Regions from separate parts of the Gossypium hirsutum genome. Here region 2 is linked to region 1. Evidence: chromatin contacts called from public Hi-C data. All regions are on one chromosome and are shown on one strand. Each heading gives the region's core, a stretch centred on a gene start, on an enhancer-like site or on the middle of the called end of the contact. The rest is flanking DNA. Distances are from core to core; before and after follow the strand shown. Region 1 holds the start of LOC107915134 (reactive oxygen species modulator 1). Region 2 has its middle 4.8 kb from the start of LOC121222477.

What was found. Hi-C and Micro-C count contacts between places; a contact is called where the count stands out from the background.
Region 2: a Hi-C map of leaf shows a contact between it and region 1, with 2.7 times the contacts expected there. The contact joins the enhancer-like site here to the promoter of LOC107915134 in region 1. A contact is called at or near these places in 2 of 34 Hi-C or Micro-C datasets (callus and leaf).

The regions. Positions count from the first base shown.
Region 1 is chrD10:55,834,689-55,838,628 of Gossypium_hirsutum_v2.1, forward strand. LOC107915134 (reactive oxygen species modulator 1) reads right to left here and starts at 2,081. Exons shown (of 3, transcript XM_016844282.2): 1 at 1,835-2,081; 2 at 277-314; 3 at 1-63. The coding sequence starts at 1,907. It overlaps LOC107915135 (PH, RCC1 and FYVE domains-containing protein 1), which reads right to left. Exons shown (of 9, transcript XM_016844283.2): 9 at 3,545-3,940. The coding sequence ends at 3,920.
Region 2 is chrD10:55,914,243-55,918,062 of Gossypium_hirsutum_v2.1, forward strand. No RefSeq gene overlaps it. Among protein-coding and RNA genes, the nearest start is that of LOC121222477, 4.8 kb to the left of the region's middle. Within about 2 kb of position 1,364, at least 9 of the 9 cell types and tissues checked have an H3K27ac peak or open chromatin away from gene starts, as enhancers often do. A contact at or near this core is called in leaf, where this site is marked.

The DNA of each region.
Region 1 (3,940 bases), core at 831-3,330:
GAATATTGCTGCACTGCCCAATGTGGTTTGCCCAATATATCGAATCTTCAGCAGTCCTGGAACCTGCACAACTCGAAAATATGAATATTGACATACACAGCCATTTTATACCATTGCGTGGCCGGATATCTTTAACTACTACCTCCGTCACCACAGAAGTAGGAAAAACAGCAAAACACGACATAATCATTGCATGGGCTATAGAAATATGAATCATATATATCCATGATAGTTTTATCACCTCTCTTGACATAAAAGGAAAATATTGGACATTACCTTGTACCTAATTGCCTCATAAGTCCCATAAACAGCACCTGCACAAGCAAAGTCACATAAATGTGCCTATTTCATGACCATAAACAAATTTACGTGATGTAACACGGTGCAATAAATAATTAAAAGAACCGTCAGAAATATTGGATCTTGGAAAGAAATATTTGCAATAAGGTAGAATAGTTGCATTTAAAAGGTGGTACTAATAGCAGACCCTGTCCTTGAAACCACCTCCGTCGAGCAGCCTAATTTTATGCTAATCATCTTCATTCTTCTAACCTCTAAGGACATTCAAGCACATCTATGTTACTCATATTCAGGTGAGTGTCAAATTCGAGTACATATCCGACACAGGTAGGCCGACTCTTTCAAGTTTCTTTATTACATTTGGACAATCCTAGGAGGATCAAATCTCCATAGATCAAACATGGGTGTCGAGCACATTATCCTAGAATTCCAACTCTTTCTTTAAATACCAAGTATTCTACGAAGTAGTGGTGTTGCATGTTCCTCGATAGTTGAAAACTATGAGCAGATGCATTGAACTCCAACACTATGTCCCTAATGCTTAGAACTTTAACTTCCAACTAAAGGTCTGGGTTTGAAAGCCTTGGGACGGACGGTTTGAGATTTACCGAATGCAAGAGGACAAGCTCCCTGTCATTAGCTGTAAAGGGATTTGCATTGTGCTTTGACATATGCCAAAAAAGTAACAATGGCACAGTTCTAGATCCCAAAACTACAAATAACAATACTTTTGTCTCTGAATCATTTCTTTTCAATTTAAGCACACTATATTTTCTCAAGTGAACCAATTGAAACATACTATCAACAAGATAATTGCTTGATCATTTAAACACATATTCCACAAAATCGCTTTTCAATGTCACAATAAGCATAGACACTTAAGCATGAAAGAAATTAAAGAATCAACAGTAAGAAGAAGAGAGAGAGAGAGAAACGTCAAAACAAGTATTTAGCTAACCAAAAATCATTAGGTCAGCCTTTCTTTTTCCTCTTTGGCCATCCATAAAAAGAGTTAATAAAAGAACCAATTTTCCACATTTGTACAAAATTAGGACCATAAATATTATCCTTTATTTGTTTTTTTTTCTCCCTCTTTTTACTAGGAAATAAGAAAATAGCATGCATAATGGTGCAATAGTGTAATAGTGTAATACTGAAAAGAAAAAAACCACCATCCATTCTTAAACAAAAAGTGGGGGCTTTTGTTTCACATTGATTTTTTTTTATAAAATAAATAAAAAAAATTCTTCGAGTTTGGGGTTTTCCTTTTACTCGTAATTTTCTTTGCAAACAATCAGCTAAATCAGTAAAGAAAAAAAATAGAAAAAAGTACTATTAAAATACTTTATATATGTTAAAAAAGCCTTAGGTTCAGAAATCTAAACATTTTACTTCTAAAATTCTAAGCCCATAATTATAGCTATTGCTATTGTAATTGAAGTAAAATTATTGGTTTCAATGTTTTCAGTAGCTAACTAAAACAGAGGAATGAGGTTTAGGGTTTTACCGAGCAGTGGAAGAATAGGAAACTTACCAACGGCGCCGCCAACAGCGCCTCCGACGGCGACCCCAGCGGTGACGCGAGCCAAGCAGCTGTCCCTTGCCATGTCGGCTCAGTATAACGTCTTCCCTTGTTTTCCGTTTGTTTTGTTTGTTTAGGTTTTCTGCGAGTTCGGTTAGGCTTAGATGCTTAGATTGTCGGATGCTTCTACTTTTTTTTATGTTTTTGTACCATAAAACTTATTAAAATATTTAATTTAAAATATTACTCAGCTTCAAAATAGTCAGAATTAGATTTGATAATTTTTACAATGCTTAAATATTCATTTAGCCCCTCAAATTTTCACTTTCCCTCAAATTGGTATGTATGATTTTTCTATCCAAATTAAAAAAAATGTCAAGTTTAGGTACTAAATTAAGAAAAAAAATATCAAGTACCAAATTGGATAAAAAAATCTTAGTAAATTAAAAAAAAGTGTTAAGTTTAGATACTAAATGTTATCTTAATCCTATTATAAATTAGAAAACATGTTAAAATATTTAAAATAAATATACTATTTATACTAAATACACTAAATTATTATATTATTTTTATATTTATTAAGAACTTTTCTTAATTTCACAATCTTTTAGTTATATTTTTTTGAATTTAAAAACTAAAAATGATATATGACACTTTTTTTAATCTCGTCCAATAATCCATAAATATACCGCTTTTTTATATTATATTTAAAATTATTAAATTTAATTATATTACCAGTGTTTTCAAATATTTTTCAAAGTTTAACTTATTAATCTATATCTAATATATAATTTGATATATATACATTTAAAAATAATTATAATTCATTTACACTTATTAGTTGAAAAATTTTGTATTAATTTTAAAATAGAAGTTGTGCTAATTTTATTTATATAAAATATTATAAATATCTTAATTATCACTTAATTGATATTAGCATTAATTACATAAAATATAACTATATCATAAGTTGAATATGTTAAAAATGTTTTAATTATGATTTGAAAATTTCCTATTGTAATATTTGAATTAATAAGTTAATATATTTGAATTATATTCAATAATTCAAATAAGAAATATTACTTAACTTTAATTACTACAATTAAAAGTTCAATATTTAAAAAATTATCTAATATTAAATGCGTAAAATCACATACAATATATTAAATTAAAATATATTTGTATATAATAATTTTAAATAAAAATTTTACTAGACAAAAATGAAAAATCCATATAATAGCACTGATGAGATCATATTGAAAAGAGATAAGAAAAAAGTAAAGATGTAATCCAATATAGCCAGCCAAGAAAGTTGGGTTTCAATTAGATAGAGTCAAAACTTAGGGTTGAAGAATCCCATGTGTTAACTTGATAGTTAGAGTTTCAGCAGCGTCTCAAGTGTAGTCTGAATTCGAGTTAGGTTAGTCACATTGCTATAGGGCTTTACCCTTTTCTTATAAGGTTGAAAGTTTATTTTGTTTAATTTATAAAAATCAAATTATTTTTTGAAGACAAATCATAAATGATACATGTTTGACAAACCATAACTAGAATAACAAACTATATAAATCACAACGAACTAAAGATTGAAATATATCCGAACATGATCCACATGATAAGACTTAAAACCAGAATAATAATCTAATAATTGTTGATGGTGAAACTCAAGCTTAAACTATCAAATCCCAAAACCTTGACCTTTCTAATACAACCAACGCATCATTGGCAAAATCAAATTGCTTAAACTAACTGTTTAGTAAAAAAAAAGAACAAGCACATGCAAGATGCATTCAGTTTATGAATGCTATACAATCAGACTGTTAGTAATTTCTTATGCATTTACAATCTGTTTCGAATACAAAGCCCTCCGCAGCCTAGTCATAAAGAACTCAATCAATTCCTCACAGTTTATCTCCTAAAATCCAACATAGTACAATTATACATTTACAGCAGAAATTTAAAGTGCCGAAACCAGAACTAGTACACACCCTCGCAAAACTAAAACAAAATCGAGGGCATCTTACCTTGGCTCAGTCTTCAAAGCTGTAGCCCCGAATGAACTTTGGATTAAGTAGCCTGAGTCTTGAATCTGCCAAGTCAATGAGCTAACCCTTCCCT
Region 2 (3,820 bases), core at 114-2,613, 79 kb after region 1:
ATCAGTATCATGTCTCCAAATATCACAGACGAAATTGTTAAAATTCGAATGAGAAATCCAAGATGCAAGAAATCGGAAAGGTCTCGATTGAACAACTTGACTGAGACTAGAAAAAGATAAGGAAATTGGTCTGTAATCAGATTTGAAATGAGGAAGATGGAAGAAAAAATCATTTGAATAAAGTTGACTCCATTCACTATTACTAATTGCTCGGTCTAATCTTTCAAAGATAACCCCTCTTTTCCACATGAACTCTAGACCTTTAAAGGCAAGATCCATCAAACTATTACTAAGGATAAATACCTGAGATAACTTGCACCCAGAAAAAATAGGACGACCACCCTCTTTTCATCTGGAGACAACACTGAATTGAAGTCCCCCAACAAAACCCATGGCTTGGAAATGGATTGAGCAATATGATCCAATTGGTACCTAAAACACTTTTGGATCCCCCTTGTTTTCTCGTACAACAAAGAATAAACCGTGGATCATTAAGAATAGTTTGGATCTGAACAGTATTTCTCCAACAAATCCATAAACCCCCAACATAGCCTCTAGTTTCAATTTTGTGAGAACAATCCAAACCAATTTTAGAAATGATTCTATCAACCTTCGAACCGCTGACTCAAGTTTCAAGAAATGTCGCAACATCAACATTAAATTCAGCAAAGTAATCTCTAACCACGTTAACAAACTTAGGCGATGTATACCCTTGACAATTTCATACAAAAATACTTGGTAACATCTGACAAACCATAAAGTGAAAGACAAACATCAACAAATCCACCTTAAACATCTAAGGTAGTCATCTCATTAGAACCAGGAGGTACCCCTTGAAAGTTATTTTCCTTTGCAATCAAGCCTTTTGAACTGGTCCTATCAACGAATTTCGTCATAACTTCAGCAACAGAATCACGACCGACTACCTTCACCTTGAATTTGCTGTCTTTATCCTATATATTGTGAGACCCGTTCTTAAAAATTTTAAGGTTTCCAATTTTTGAAAAAGAAAAGGAAGCAGACGAATTCATACCAGTAGAATGAGAATTGGGATCATGATTTTCTACAAATTTAATCACTAAATGAAATTCTGGATTTAAGGTAGGCACATTAGATTTTTCTACTGAATTGCGTGAAGTGCCTTGGGTTAACAAATTTAATTCCCTATTGGAATTATCATGTGAAATGCGAACAGGGGTTTCTTTATAATTAACGTCGCCTTCGATACACAAATAAGAAGTTGGGTTCAATTCGATAGAAATGAGAGAGATAGCCTATAGGGAATATTTAGAACCACCAGGCCTGGAACCCATCCTAAAATGCCCATAACTCTCATGTTTTTGAGATCCAGTAGAAACTTTGGCATTTTGCTTGGAAGCCCCATTAACCGTTTTGGAGGAACCAACAACGTTTGGGTCTACCAGGCCTAACGCCTTATCCATTTTTCTTGATCCAGCCCTTGACCCATAGCAATTTCTTCTACAAGCGATCGTGGAACCCCAAAATCCTGAATCTGTTCATCACTATCCCTGGGAGTTGGCCCTTCTTCACCTAAGGGGTTCTTATAAATGGCAACCCCTTTACCTTTCAACTTTGCTGAATCAGTGGGATTAGATTCCCCATTAATTGCTTGGTTCCCATCCATCAAATCATGGAGAATGTTAAAAGTGAGATCTCACTGATCCTGTTACTTTCCTTTCTTCCAGTCCAAGTGTTGATTTTCGGTCAAGTCTATTATTCTCTTGATTAACCATCATCCATGGCCTAAACATATCCGAGTCGTTCTTGTTCTCATACAAAATCGGATTTTCTTGGTTCATTTCCCCCAACACTGGAACACGGTTGGAAACGGAGGAGCAAGAATCTTTGAAGTGACCAAAATGTCCACAAGAAAAACAAATATTGGAATGATTCAACATGTTGAATGAAAACCAATGGCTTGTTAAGGTCAAGCAAAATTGTCATACGAACAAAACGACCCTTTTGCGTACTACCAGTGTTAACATTCAATTTTATCGCATGCCCAATCGTCTCCTCGATGCTCTTTAAAACACTCTGTCGATACATAAAACCAAGAATTCCCGGAAGTCAAATCCAAACAATCACTTTGGAGGGAATGGTTGGGAAGTGGAGAAGGATTCTGTCCATGGCTGAGCCGTTAAATACTGTCCAAAAACAATCCAAGGTCCTGCAATGAGGGTCCAAGTATAATCCAATTCCTCTTGGAACTTCACCATGAAATAATCATTTTCCAAGTCCATAATTTTAAGGGGATAGTTGGTTTCCGAAGGTGATAGATTTTGTTCGAGAGTGTTTGGAAACCTATTTTCCTTTCCAAAAGTTTAACCACAACCGTATGAAACGTACCTTGATATAAGATTTGATGAACCTTATCAAAGAAACGAATTGAGGGTAAACCATCCTCTGTTCCCGTGGTAACATCTCCATCAAGAAGTTGTAAGTCATCATTATCTTGTTCGATCATATTCTTTTCTGTATCACTCGAAGCACCAAGCAACATGTCTTTGAAAGAAACTCCTAAGTTAGCAGGCTTTTTAATACCAATAGAAATCCCAATTTCGTCCACCGCCATAAGGAGATCTTCCTCCCCCACATCATTGCTACGCATACGAATTTTTTTGGTGGCCCTATCCTCTAAAGAGTTCAACGAAGAAGAAGAAGCCATTGTAAATGTTAGGGATCGTCCCGATTAAGCAACGAACAAGTAAAAATAGTAGAAGAAATTGAGAAGATAAACACACAAATTTAACGTGGAAAAACTCCTCCAAAGAGGATAAAAAACCACGGGCAAAGATAATTTTATTATAATGGCAAAAGAATGAAGAGTACAAAAGATGGAGATAAAACTAAACCCCGAAAACTCGAAAAACAAAGAACCCGAAAAAACGTAAATACAAAATTCTCTGAATGTGTTATGAGTTCTAATCTAATGGGTGCATTTCTTAAGGTTGTAAAAGAGCCTATTTATAGGCTAAATTCATATGTCAAATAATAATAAAATAATCTAAACTAATCAGTGTTTGACTGAAATAAATAAACAGAGTTTAACTAAAAGATTATTTTTCTAATTTGACTAAAATAGGAGTCATACTTAACAAATCTCCACCTTGACTCATATTTCTACAACGCCATCTTTGCCAAAGCCCGCCACGAGCCTATCTTGAACTATGCAGGGAATTAACTGAGTCGAATATGTGCTTAGAAACTGGAAGACTTCTAGCCTTCGACTTGTACACTGCCAAATCAAAACTAACCCGGGTCTGATTTTCACGAACACAGTGCCCTAACTTTTCAAAACCTGCATCCAAAAGAGAACCTCTTTTCAACGAAACGGTCATACATTTTTCCCTCCTATGACCAAGTTGCCTCCGCTCCAAACGAGTTGACTTAGACTCTGTAACGGACGAGGGACGTCCGATTTCACCGGTCACTGTAGAACCTTCCAGAATATAAAGACTGCCAGTTCTTTTACCTTTGAACAAAACGAGAGCTCCACGAGATACTTTAATGCCGCTCGACTCGATGTTGATTCTGCATCCTTTCGAGTCTAAAATACTCAATGAGATGAGATTCTTTCATAAATCAGGTACATACCTGACATCTGAGAGTGTCCTAATCGTCCCATCGTGTATCCTAATTTTAATAGTACCAATACCAATTACCTTACTAGATGAATCGTTTCCCATGCGCACAACTCCACCTTCAACCGAACTGTATGTAGAGAACCATTCTCTATTGGGACACATGTGGAAAGAACATCCCGAATCTAGGATCCACTCGGACGTGAGCTTGGAGTTAT